Regions from separate parts of the Mus musculus genome. Here region 1 is linked to region 2. The links are chromatin contacts, called in public Hi-C maps. All regions are on one chromosome and are shown on one strand. Each heading gives the region's core, a stretch centred on a gene start, on an enhancer-like site or on the middle of the called end of the contact. The rest is flanking DNA. Distances are from core to core; before and after follow the strand shown.

Region 1 (6,865 bases), core at 1,099-3,598, 120 kb after region 2:
GAGAGTCAGCTCAGCAGTTAAAAGCACTGACTACTCTTCCACTACCCACATCTTGGCTTACAATTGCTTAAAACTCTTGTTCCAGGGAACCCAAAGCCCTCTTCTGGCCTCTGCAGGCATTGCATGTGCCTAGTGCACATTCATAAGTGTAGACAAACACTCATTCACATAAAATGAAAATAATAAATCTTTTAAAAAAATACTCAAGTGAACTAAGAATCCTCAAATGTCACAGGAAGCTAGTAGCTGTTTCATGTGAATAAGAATTAGCCCATGTTTCTGTTTTATAGAATAGAATATTATTTTTAGCAAGGGGCATCAATGGCAAAAGAAATAGAAGAAAGGTAGATCTTTTAGTGGGGAAATGGCATGCTAGTGGTCAGCTAAGACATGAAATAGCTCTTATTATCATATCTTTTAAACCATGTGTATATTCCATAATCAGAAAATTCACAGACTAATTTCTGTGTGCACAATGACATCTTCATATCTATTATCTGGACTTGGGAGTTCAAAATGGTAGAAAGCTTTGGAATGCTTCATGTGCAAACACTTTCCCTTCATGGTATCTGGCTGCAACAGTGGAGATAGTAAATGAGTTTTTAATAAATTATTTATTTTATGTGTATACATGTTTACCTGCATGTATATTTGTGCACCATGTGGGTACAGGGTGTGTGGAGGCTAGAAGAGGGTCTCAGATCCACTGGAATTAGATGGTTGTGAGCTGCCATGGTGGGAGGGTGCTGTGCACCAAATCCAGGTCCTCTGCAAGAACAGCCAATGCTCTTAATCACTGAGGAAAAACTTCAGCCGCCCCAAAAATGTTTGGAAGCTGGCTTCAGGACAGCGGCAGTGATCAGGAGTGCAGCTGAGTGAGATTTGTGTTTGCGCTGCTTTTGCAACAGACATCGAGAAGTAGGGAGGAGGGGGGAGAGGGAGGAGAGAGATGGGGGAGAGGGGAAAAGAAAGAAGGGGGAGAGGGAGGAGAGAAATGTGAAGAGAGGGAAGAGGGGGAAAAGGGAGGAGAGAGATGAGGAGGAGAAAGGGAAGTTGGGGGAGAAGGAAGAGAGAGATGAGGGGGAGAGGGGGAGAGAGGGAGAGGGAAGAGGGGGGAGAGAGGGGAGAGATATGGGAGAGAGAAGAGAGATATAAGGGGGAGATGGAAAAGAGAAGCAGGGAAGAGAGAAGAGGGAGGGAAGAGTGAAAGAGTGAAAGAGAGGGAGAGACAGAGAGAGAACTAGAGGAAGATAGAGAAGAGAAAGAGAATGTGTCCCTGTGTTGGAGAGAGAGATTATGTGGCTATGTTTGCATGTTTGTATGTCTATGTGTATATGAATGTGTGCGTGTTTCTGTCTGTGTACCTCTGTGTGACTATGTATACTTATCTTTGTGTCTGTGTGTATGTATGTGTATATGTGTGTGTGTCTGTAGCTGTATGCTTGTGTTTGTGTGTCTATGCATATATGTGTATGTGTGTGTGCGTACATGAATAGATGTATGCTTATGTGTGTATGGATGTGTATGTGTGTGTGGGTGGATATGCGTATGTCTATGCATGTATTTGCATATGTGAATGTGTGTGGATGGATGTGTGTGTGTGTGTAGATGGACTTTGGGGGGATGGATGTGAGTGTATGTGTGTGTATGGGTGTGTATGGATGTGTGTGTATATGAGGGGGTATGTGGGGGGTGTGTGGGGAGATATGTGTGGATGGATGCGTGTGTGTTTCTGTCTGTGTACCTCTGTATGACTGTGTATACTTATCTTTGTGTCTGTGTGTATGTATGTGTATATGTGTGTGTATGTGTGTGTAGCTGTTATGCCTGTGTTTGTGTGTCTATGCATGTATGTGTATGTGTGTGTATGGACATTAGGGGGATGGATGTAAGTGTGTGTGTGTGTGTGTGTATGAGTATGTGTGTGTGGGTGTGTGTGTGTATGTAGGGGGGTGTCTGGGGAGATATGTGTGGATGGATGGATGTGTTTTCCCTGACTTTAGAGTGAGTCTGTGTTTGTCATCTGTGTACAGTTCCGGGTGCATCTCATTCTGTCCCCTAATCTTCATGACATAAAACAGTTTCAGTGTGAGGACCTCAAACAACCTCTCCTGTGTCTTAAGAAAAGATCTCAAAGCAGACAGAGCACGGCACTGTGGGGTCTGCAGATGGCTCGTAAAACACAAAGCAGGTCACTAACATGTAGCCAGCAGCCAACAGAAAATCAGCTTGCGGTTGGATGTCTCCCAGCTCTTTAAGGAAACAGCAAGAGCCTCTATTGCTGCTCTCATTTCTTTATTGACTCCGTGGTGAGGAGTTAGAAAACCCTCAGTGTTTACTGCATCTATAAATGCTGGAATCAGCCCAGATAATGTAAAGGAAAGGAACGCCAAGCCCGGTTTCCTTTCATACTGCATGACACCATTCAAAGCTCTGTTCCACTGAATTTGAAAATTACTCTGTGGACAAAATTTATAGAGGGGATGGTTTGTTTCAGAGGAGGCTCAAAGGTCTTAAAGTAATCATGAGAGCATTGTGTTTTTTAAGTTTGAGTGTGTCTCTGTTTAAAATCTTGTAAACCGTGTTTTTCAGTCAAGTTTCCTTTATAAGACAAATGTTTTGCTGCTACAGCAAACCTCATCCCGGAATAATTCCTCTCAGGTTTGCACCAGGACGCAGCCTTGCAGAACAGAACCATCTGCACGCAGATGGAAGAGGACCGCTCTTGCCTCTCTCTACAAGGCGGCTCATGGTTCTTCCCTAAGGCAACGCCTCCTGTGGCTCCTTCAACCAGTCACTCTGTCATGGCGAGGTCCTCGCTCCCGGGCTCCGTTATTAGTCACATCCTAGGAGTCTTCATCTTTCCATAAAGTTCAATCTCCCCTAAGATGGCCTGTGCCCAACAGGCTCGGCCCAGCTTCAGGGTGGGAGTCACATTTCCTCCTCCTGAGCAGTAAATGTCTTTAGTTCCTTAAGTGGCTTTGGGGGCCGTTTCAATGTTAGGCTCCTATAGAACACCCACGTGGTAGCGCTCAACTAGGCACAACTCTTTTTCCAGTGGATCTGCTGCCCTCTTCTGGCCTCCTTAGGCACTGCATGCATGTGACGCACATACACATAAAAGAGCTAAATCTAAATAACAAAGCTCCTCACAGCATAGATTCCCAGAGTAAAGAGACACAGCCTTGAAGGAGGGGGCGGGGGGGGGGGGATCTTTGTCAGCTGCACAGAAGATAATCACATGTCCAGGGATTAATGCCCAATGGAAAGTGGAACTCAAAAAAAAAAAAAATCAATAATCCAGCCAATAAACCTGCAAATGAACTGAACTGACACTTTTCAAATGAAGCACTGATGGTCAATACATACACAGGAAAAAAAAAAAAACCTTTAATATTCTTATCCTTCTGGGAAGTGCGAATCAAAATTGTTTTGCTATTTGACTTCACTCTAGTCATAATGGCTATCGTTAAGAAAAATTAATAAATGTTGGCAAGAATATGGGGCAAAGTGGGCCCTTAAACATTGTTGCTTGGCTATGGAAGTTAGTACGGAGGCTACTCAAAAGAAAAAAATTAAAACAGTACTATGTCCCAGAGATACCACTTCTGGGTCCAAATTCCCAAGGAATCTAAGTCAGTTTACTATACTCCCTGCACACCCTCGTTTACTGCGCCCCTTTCTGAGATAGCCTCATACCTGCATACCAATGCTTACTGCGTGTGGTCCTGTTCACAACAGCCAAGTTATCAGCCTAGGGGCCCTACAGTGGTTATGGTTGGGCCTTTGTGGTTAAAGATATGTGCAACTAAGTTACACTTGACCATAAAGAATCTAGCCATGTCATTTGCAAGAAAATAGATGAGCTGGGCAGTTAGAGCAAACTAAACATAAGTATCTTGGACAACTGTCTCATGGTTCCTCTCCCACATGCAGAATTTGGGGGTGTTGAAAATAAAAGGGGAACAACTGGTGGTGTGGGGGGATGAGAAGGGGAATAGGAAGGAGGAGTAAATATGGCCCAGGTGCACACATCATAGCAAATGTATCAAGAAAGCCCTGGCTACAAGTTAATACACACTAGCAAAAATCTGTAGCCTAGAGATGAGAACCCTGGCTTCTTACTGACAATTAGGATCCAGACTTCTCATTGTTCCACCAATAAATTTGCAGCATGTTTTAGTCCACAGAGCAGATCATGCCTTGGTCACATGCTCAGTATGTTTTTAACTCATTAAATATTATACTTCATAATTTCCTTTTCATCCTGGGGAATAACAAAGTATTAGGGGGGTAGTTTGGATCATCTTTGCTCTCAAGTGCCTCCCACAAACAGGAAAAGATTCTCATTACTAAATCAATAGTAATTACAGTCTTTGGTGCCTTGTACTTAGAGTATATAATGGTCTCACCAACATGGAAGCTAGATCTCTCTCTCTCTCTCTCTCTCCCTCTCCCTCTCCCTCTCCCTCTCCCTCTCCCTCTCCCTCTTCCTCTCTCTCTTCTCTTTCCCTCCCCCTCTGTCACGTCTGCATCTTCTCAATGCCCTACACCCCCATCCCAAGGCCATGTCCATGGAAGTCCATGTTCTTCTCCTTATCTCAACCACTTCCCCTGTCCCAGCAACTCAGAGATACCGCTGTGCTTTCCCATTTGCCTCTGTCACGGCTCTGTGACAGCCACAGTGGCATGGTGTCCCCAGGGATGCCTTCTAGGCATTCCTTCTGTTCAAGTAACTCCCTTCTGGTCTCAAGAGGGAGTTTTAAGGGCTGGGGATAAGACTCAATGTTTGTGATGGTTAATATGGGCAATAAGACAGGATCTAGAATCATCCAAGAGCCCTGCCTCTGGGCATGGTCATGATGAATTAGCTAGATTAAGTTATTCTCTGAGAATGCTTATGGGAGGTTATCTAGGTTGGGTTGACTGAAATGGAAAAACCCACTTTACTTGTGCCTGGCCTGATTCCTTTGGCTGGGGTCCTGTGTAACTTTAATTCTGTTTGTTTGTTTGTTTGTTTGTTTGTTTGTTTTTCGAGACAGGGTTTCTCTGTGTAGTCCTGGCTGTCCTGGAACTCACTCTGTAGACCAGGCTGGAATGATGGTTCTTAAACACTTGATCCACTCGCAAACACCTTGTGGATACACCAGGAGTCCAGTTCGGTAGAGTTGTGTTAGCAACAGCGGTGACATGACCTAGCAGAGACAGCCAGGCCTCAGCCTAGGCTCCTCAAGTCAGCAGGAGGGACCATCAGGAACACCAGAAATTCTCAGCTGTGCCTCTCTCAGGGAAGCAAAGATCAGCGAAGATGTGAGACCCACAAGCATTGTACAGTTAGCTGTACCAGCAAGCCAAGCTCAGTCACTCTGCAGAATCCTATTTGTACCCTCCAAACATCCACTGTTGTAACACCCGAATTATTAGAGAGAGACTTCAGTGTTGTGTACAGTTTACCTCTGCATTCCCTGCCCCCAACCCCCACCAGAAGCTCCCATCCTCCCTCCAGCCTGAGGCAAGCATGATGTGCAAAAAGCTGATTTCTGGCTGTGTCCTCCTGCAACAGCCTGGGGCTCCCTCCCCCTCCCCTAGCATTAGAATGGCACTACCCATAAAACTCCCTCTTCATGAGGATATTCTGAGGAGACATCCTCCCCGCCTTTGTATCTCCAAAAACCAACACTCCTGCTGAGGAGCTGCAGAACTCCGGGTGCCTGTCCTTGAGACCTTAGAGAAATAACAAGCTCAAGGGAGACCATGGGGGAAAAGGTAAACAGAGGTCAGTTCACAAACAGTTATGCCTGGTCATAAAATTAGTCCCTGAACAGACACCCATTAACCCTGCCCCCTCCCACTCTGGTACTATTCCACCAAATGATTACAGCCCTCTACTCCCATTTTCTGTGAACATTTACACTATTCCTAGCTATACTGTATATAAACCCAATGTTTTCTGGATTCAGGGTCGCTTGCCAGCATTCACATGGTGAGTGCAAGGTGGGCGAACCGAGTTTGAACTTGAAACAATAAAAGACTCTTTTGCGAGTTGCAGCGGACTTTGCAATTCTTAGGCTCGTCTGGGTTTCCTGTGGACTCAGGGCACACAACACCATGTGGTGCCTTGCCTCAACATGTGTCTTGCCTCACTCAGCGCATGCATCCAATCAGCCCGAGTCCTTGGAAGCAGCAACAAACTGCAGCACACCACCAGAAGTTTTTAATGCATGTCTCTGTATGTCATCCAAACAAATGCAGCTCAACTATGCAGGGTAAGGCAGACATATACATGTGTGTCCTTACCAAAGACTCCATCATCACGTGTCCTCTCACGTTCTTGCCTTAGCAGAGCATCCTCTCTCCTACGTCTGCTTCAGCAAAATGTTCTTTCACATGTTTGCCCAGCAAAACACCACCCAACCAGCTTCCCAGAGAACTCTTAAAGTTTCCACTTCAGTCCTGGACTAAAGGCAAATGACAAACAGCTTTGCTTTCTGACTGTGGACTGCACTCTTGAACTGTTAGCAAAACGGACCTCTCCTTAAGTTACTCCTATGGACTACTTTGTCCCAGTTGTACATAAAATAATTACTACAGTGGTAAGGTGTGGTGGGCACCTAGCATGTGTGAGGGTCCATCTGAGTAAGGGAGAGACAGAGGGAGAAAGAGAGAGGCTGAGAAAGATGAGAACAGCAATGATAAACTCTGCAGCCTCCGCACACAGAGCAGCCCTGTTCTATATGGTGAGCATTTATACTGTCCTAACTCACCTGCTGTGCCACTCAAAAGGTGCCCAGCTCCCCAAAGGGACACAAACCGCAGCCACCAACCATGAACTGAGAACTGGGCTGCTCATCAGATGCTCTGTGTT
Region 2 (7,223 bases), core at 3,890-6,389:
TGCCAGCATCTGCTGTCACCTGAATTTTTTATCTTAGCCATTCTGACTGGTGTGAGGTGGAATCTCAAGGTTGTTTTGATTTGCATTTCCCTGATGATTAAGGAAGTTGAACATTTTTTCAGGTGCTTCTCGGCCATTCGGTATTCCTCAGTTGAGAATTCTTTGTTAAGCTCTGTACCCCATTTTTAATAGGGTTATTTGAATTTCTGGAGTCCAGCTTCTTGAGCTCTTTGTATATATTGGATATTAGTCCCCTATCAGATTTAGGATTGGTAAAAATCCTTTCACAATCTGTTGGTGGCCTTTTTGTCTTATTGACAGTGTCTTTCGCCTTACAGAAACTTTGCAATTTTATGAGGTCCCATTTGTCAATTCTTGATCTTACAGCACAAGCCATTGCTGTTCTGTTTAGGAATTTTTCCCCTGTGCCCATATCTTTGAGGTAGCCATCTTGGGTCCCGGATCCCTCAGAGACTAGTCTGTGCAGGTGAGAGTGTGGACTACAGAAGCAACACAGCTTCTAGGATAGGCAGAGGTGACACAGCTTCTGGGACAGACCCCGTTTCGGGCTCCAGACATCTGGGTACTTTCCCTGCCAGAGGAGAGATGTCAGCCCGGAAGGGCTCTGCCAGAGCAGGTGGGGAGCCATCTTGGATCCCAGATCTTGATTTTTCTAAAAAGCTCCTCATTAAGTAAAATCCAGAATTAAAAAACTAGGACAGTGTGACCTTGAAATTTTCAAGGCTTGGAGCCAAAGTCCAGATCCTATTGATTAGTGTAAGTTCAACTCTTCAGAAGCCTTGTGATCTTTCACCAGGCATCTTCCATGGAGAGTTTTGAGTTTGGAGACCTTCAAGTATCTCAGATAAGAATGGTTCTGAAGATAAAGAGGACTTGGCCCACAGCTGGAAGCTCAAACCATCATCCTAGTTGTGGGTGAAAAAACCTAGAGGGTCTTTCACCTGCTAAACTCCCTCTAGGGAGACAGAACTCTTGCAGTACATGTTCAGATAAAGATGTTCAGAGAAGGTTACTAAGCTAAGTGACCAAGCTCTACTGAGTATATATATATATATATAAAATCACCAGAAACCCATCAACAAACAAGTCAAAAACCCTGGGAGTAATACCCAACTCTTGGTACTAATGCCTTTGTCTGGACTCTATATTGTTGAGCTCTCTGTTCAATTTCATGACCAAGACTCAGATTTTCAAGACCTTGGGTGTTAGCTCACCTTTCCCTGGGTGGCCTGGAACCATTACTGTTACCACCACTGACATCCCCTGTCTCTAGCCTCAGTGAGCCATTTGCAGAGTGTATAATTCTGGGTTGTCTTGACCAATCATTAGAACCCACCCTGTAGTAGGTTTGTTTTGCTTTGTTTGTTGTGCGGTATCTTTTGGAGTTCTCCATGGACCAAGGAGTGCTGGGAAATCCCAACACTGGGTAAGACACCCTGCCTCAATCAGAAGCCCGTTTCTATCTAGACTGTGTTAAAGTATGTCCAGAGAAACAATTCATAAAAAAGAACTTCTATGGTTCAATGCAAAGCTTCAAAGCACTGATCCAAGGGATCGCACTGGAGATGAAGGTCACTGGCTCAGCTCCTGCCCCTTGTTTGCTCTGTATGTGGTCTTGTCTCTGTGTTCTCCCTCACCTATGGTTGCTGTGCATTTGCATTACCCACCTCACACTTCTCCAGCTTCAGGACTCCATCCAAGCCATTTCCTACCCTAAAGACTTAGTCCTTGCAAAAATCATCTATAATCTCCCTGAGAAGGAAGTGTTTCTCTTTGGTGTTCTCTCTTTCCCTCTGTCTCTCTGTGTCTCTCTGTGTCTCTGTCTCTGTCTGTCTGTCTGTCTGTCTCTCTCTCTCTCTCTCTCTCTCTCTCACACACACACACACACACACACACACACACACACACACACACACACGTGCATGCTTGGTCTGAGCATATAACATGCCCAACCACTGATTCTCAGCCTGGGGTTGACCAGTTGACCAGGATTGAATTGAATTCTGTGCTCTTTTTCCCAATCTACTAGACAATCTTGTAGCATTCAACCAACAAGTTTGCTGTGAGAATTATGCACACTTTTAATTACAGTACTTGGAGGTGGGCAGGGAAGGAGAATCTCTGTAAATTCAGGGCCAGCCTTGTCTACACAGGGAGTTTCAGGGCAGCCAAAGCTGTGACACAGAGAAACCCTATCTGGAGGGAATGGGTGGGAGGTGGGGATCATGAGTTTAGAAGCTCCACCTGGAAATCTCCAGGGCTTGCATCTAAAGTCAAGACTCGTCAAACATCTTGGACCAGGCTCTCATTATTAGTATAATTTAAACTCTTTGGCATCTAGTGACCTTTACATTGGCAAGGGTGGTGGTGGTATCCATCTAGATCTTTCAGCAAATGCACATTCAATGGAAAAGGCACATAAGGCACTAAACTGCCTGACATTTTAAGCCACCACTGCTCTTCCCTATGGACTCTCTTCCCTCAGGGCTGCGAGCGGCTACAGGGCGTAATCTGGGTGGGACTCCTGATGGGCGTCTGTTGTTTACTGAACATTATATGTTGGGTGTGGCTGTAGTTCTTTACTTTCCTGGCTTTTGTTTAATGCTCACAAGAAATCCTCAGGATACATCTCTGCTGCATTTTGAAAGAGGATTGAGATGCAGACACTTGACCATACTTACACGTGTGCTAAAATCTGGTGTCATTGGCAGGGCTCAGCCCAAGCACATTGCCTTTAGACTAGCAAACTCACTGATGGTAGAGACCTTGATGGAGGTGCCTTCCTAAGGCTGTTCTCTGATTACAGTGCTGCCTCTTTCCTCTGGCCTCCACTTGCACGGAAAGAGTTCTTCATCATGCAGCTAACTAATGGCTTTTCTCCATGTCTAACCCAGCCCACCACTGCGCTGCCTGGCACATAGTAAGTGAAATAAATGTTGGCCGACTGGAAAGTGTTGAACAGGACCACACTTACTGTGGATTCTCTGTCTGGACAGCTGTAGTGAGGACGACTGATTGTCCACATTTGTTCAGTGGGCAGAGTTCCCACGGTGTCACAGACTGGCAAGGAAAAGTCGTGGATTTCGAAATTTGCAGTTTTGACGACCAAAGGCCCTCTGAAGCACATCTTTCTAGAGGAGTCTCCACCTTTGACTTATTCTGCAGCTGTGTAAGTTAGGGGAATTGACAAGAACATGAGATGCTCTGCTTGGGAGAATTGTGTCTCGGGGAGCAGAGCCAATCCTTCAGCTGGGGGGAGGGTTCTCCATTTCTCCTGAGAGGCGGCAGCCATTCTCCATGTCCATGTTCTCCATGGGGTTCTCGCTCACTTCAGATTCCTCGAGCTTTTTACCATTCTCACTCGTCCTTCTGTGACTGCACTAAATAAAGCCTCGTGTGTGTTAACTTTATATTAACGGGAAATTCATGTGTTTTCCCCCTTATAAAATTATCCTTTAAAGTTTCTCAAAATGCACTGTGTCTACACAAATCCAATACAAGCCTGTGGATTTCCACACCAGTTCTTAATTCTGACAAAACCCTCACTAACATGTGGTTTTAAATTAAAAGCCATCTACGTGCCATAAAATCCACATCCTAACTCGATGCTGAGAAGCAAACCCAGGATCTTGTGCTTATGAGAGTCCTCTGTCCCTGAGCAACTCCCCAAGTCCTGAAAACTCACAATCTTAATAATTCACTTAACATTTGTTTGTTTGTTTGTTTGTTTGTTTGTTTGTGACTCTCCAGGTTATGCAACCATCACTAACATTCAACTTTAGATTACAATAAATACCATGTCCTTTGGAGGCCACTCCCCAGCCCCATACGCGCCTCTCATAATCAGCTCTTACACTTTTTTTGTAATGTATTTTTCTGTCCTGAATATTGAAATGAAGTAGAATCTCTTCCTTAGCTCTCTGTGTGTGGCTTTTATAATTGAGCATAATGTTCTCACATTTCAACCTCTCCTCGCTTCTGTCAATGAGGGATGGACAGACAACATGAATCTATTCACCAGCCTGACCACGGATGTCCTAATTGTCAGTGCTTGCAAACAATGTTGTGAACATTCGCATACAGCTTTTCCTATGGATATCTATCTTCAGTTCCCTTGTGCGCAGAAGCAGGAGCACTGTGGCTGTGCACTGTAGTAACTGTTTAAGCTCTGAAGGATGCACCAGGCTGTTAGCATCTGCCCCCGCCAGCGATCTCGCCACAGTTTCCTAAAGGAGAGTTTATCTTACAAATGAAGAAAAGTAAACCCCTGTGGAAGTAGAGCCATAAAGAGCTTTATCTATTCCGAGTCACACACCGAAGGGTCCTGGGAACAATATTATCCTTGCCCAGAGATGTTGAGCTCTTAGGCTTGGCCGAAAGAGCACTCTTTCATCCTTACGTCTGAAGTTAGCGGGTTTCGGAATTTGCTTTTCTTTCTTGTCTTGTCTGACTCCATGGAACACAGCCTCTTCATATCTGAGCTGGGTCTGACTTTGAATCCTGACCTGGTTCATCACAAGGACAAAACTTGGTGAGCACTCTTGGCCCCAGGCAAACATACCCCCTCCTGCAGCTGACCTGATTGGCTACTGGTATCCTTTCTAAAAGTGCCGGAAGGCTTAAGTATCTCACTCAGATAATGTGGTCTTTGAGCCAGCACAGAGCGTCAGCCCAGGCCAGGTGCTGAGGAAGCAGGAAGAAGGAAGTAAAATAAGAAACTCTGTGGCCTGTGCCCAGATAGTTCTCCAGGCAACTTGCCAAGGGCAAGTGTCACAGCTGACAAGGGTACCTGTGGGAGTGACTGGAGAGAAATGCATGATGGCTTGGTCAGGGTTTTACTTCTTGGCTCCGTCTTCCAGGGCTTAAGCAATCAGTGAGTTGAGTAATGGGGCCTGTGGACTTCTCACACCACCCCGTGGGACTCTTGTGTTTTGAGCATGTTTCAGCCAGCCTGTGGGGGACAGTCATCTCGCTTGTCCCTTGGAGGCTGGCTTTGGTGTGGTTTCACGCCAAGCCTCTCAACTGTGCCTTTTAAAGTTTCATCACCTCCAACCAGCTGCTCCTCCCTGTCTGTGGTTTACCGTCCGGCAGCCTGTGAGGAGATTAATAATCTCACGGCTAATGAGATCAGGATTCTAACAGAAGCAGAAGCAGGCAGCCCACTCTGAGTAGGCATGGAGAGCGTTCTCTGGTAGGCTGGGTCTGTCAAGTTCTGGAAGTCTAAGAGCTGCCTCCTCTGTGTCTCTCAGGGATAGCAACGACCTGAGAGTCGAAGTTCTAACTACTCTTAGCCCAGTACTAACAAAGCTCTGGTTCTGATACCAGATCAGCCTTTGGGCTTGTTGTTTTCCCTAAAAGAAATGAATTTGTTCAGAAGTGTGTGTGTGTGTGTGTGTGTGTGTGTGTGTGTGTGTGTGTGTGTGTGTGCGCTTAAACCTGGGTCTCCTTAGCCCCAGCTGGGCCCTCAATCTACCTACCCTCCAGTTCACATATAAAACTTAACTGCTAATGTGAAGCAGTGGGTCCAGCATTCTTAGGGTGTGGTGGGGACTTAAAGTAAAGCGTTCCTTGTTGGCCTCAGAGCCTGCCTACCAGGGCTTTGAGGAAGGAGCTTACCCCTCCCACCTTCTTTTGCCCTCTGCCTTTCACCATGTGAGAGTACAGTCAGTCAAGAATGCCCTCCTTGATGCCATGTGCCAGCACCTTGTCTTTAGCAACTCTGCCTTTAGAGCTGTGGGAAATACAGTTTTGTCACTTAACATATTGCTCCATCTGTGACCATGTGTCACAGCCAGACCAGGCCTATACTATTTCAGTATCCATCAGATGTGTCCCACATGCACTCATAGATGTGTCACCATCCATCTCTGGGTGAAGCCCTACAGGCCTACAGACAAACCCCGCCCTCTCGTTCTGCACCGCTGGACTCTCCTGCAGCAGCTTCTTCTGGGCTTGGGAACTGCTGTTCGCAGCCACGGGGCTTTGTTTGCTTGTTGTTTTGTTTTCTTGGATTTTTGTTTGTTTTGATTTTTTAAAAGATTGATTGATTGATTGATTGATTTACTATATGTAAGTACACTGTAGCTGTCTTCAGACATCCCAGAAGAGGGCATCAGATCTCATTTCGGATGGTTGTGAGCCAGCATGTGGTTGCTGGGATTTGAACTCAAGACCTTCAGAAGAGCATTCAGAGCTCTTAACCACTGAGCCATCTCTCCAGCCCTTGATTTTTTTTTTTTTATTCTTAGATAAAAACTGTCCTGTTATACTTCCCATGCTGGCCTCAAATCCACGTTGCCACATCTGCTTCATACATTCTTACTAGGAAAGGAAAGGCAGCAGTCAGCGACCCCCGTATGTGCCTGTGTGTGTGCGGTTTATCTCTTAATTGTGTGAGGTGGGGCTGGAGAGATGGCTGGGAGGTTAAGAGCGCTCACTGCTCTTGTAGAACTCCTTGGTCCAGTCCACATGGTAACTAACTCTCTGTAACTCCAGCTCCTGCAGGTCTGATGCCCCCTCTGACATGCTCGGGCTCTTGCACAGACATGGTGCACATGTATACACCCTGGCACACATGCATGCACGTAAAATACAATGAATAAGTATCTTAAAAATAGTTACAATTGTGAAGTGTGGCTGCTGTAACCTAGAGATCCTTGGGCTTCAGTCCGCCTAAGTGGTGCTCTCTGCTCACAGTCAACTTCACTCCAAACCCCTAGCTTCCTCCTGAATCTGATGCTCTTACCAGACTGCCCTTGTGCAAAAACACCACCAAGACTTAAAGTGTCACTTGTGTTTGCCTCGCTGAAGAAGGCCCTGTCAGGCACATGGGTGAGTCCTTGGACTTTACAAGTTGTGAATAAATGTAACAGGTCATGCCAGGTCACCGTGAGACCAGGGCTAGAAGAACATAAACAGCCTAATTTTAAAGCCTAAACCGGCTGACATGAGCATGGGCATCTTTCCATTTCCATGGGCATTCTATCCAAAACGTATTAGGTTACATTAAGCTCTGTATACACAGGGAAACACATTTTCTGCTAAGTCAATTAACTGGGTCATCTCTCCCAATTATTCCCATAATCGAGCTAATGTGTTCTTAAGAAGACTGAAATAATTGTTTATGAGCTGGTTATTTTGGTCAATGAATAATTGCATTGAGTGGGCATTAAAGGAAATCAAATCAATACCTGACTGTGCAC

The links. A called contact is a pair of places that touch in the nucleus more often than the background predicts.
Region 1: a contact with region 2 is called in a Hi-C map of uterus, with 3 times the contacts expected there. The contact joins two enhancer-like sites. A contact is called at or near these places in 7 of 484 Hi-C or Micro-C datasets (cerebral cortex, embryonic stem cells, forebrain and 2 more).

Annotation. Positions count from the first base shown.
Region 1 is chr13:59,348,598-59,355,462 of GRCm38.p6, forward strand. No RefSeq gene overlaps it. Among named protein-coding and RNA genes, the nearest start is that of Gm34721, 56 kb to the right of the region's middle. Within about 2 kb of position 2,349, at least 10 of the 459 cell types and tissues checked have an H3K27ac peak or open chromatin away from gene starts, as enhancers often do. A contact at or near this core is called in uterus, where this site is marked.
Region 2 is chr13:59,223,537-59,230,759 of GRCm38.p6, forward strand. No RefSeq gene overlaps it. Among named protein-coding and RNA genes, the nearest start is that of Gm34558, 11 kb to the left of the region's middle. Within about 2 kb of position 5,140, at least 92 of the 459 cell types and tissues checked have an H3K27ac peak or open chromatin away from gene starts, as enhancers often do. A contact at or near this core is called in uterus, where this site is marked.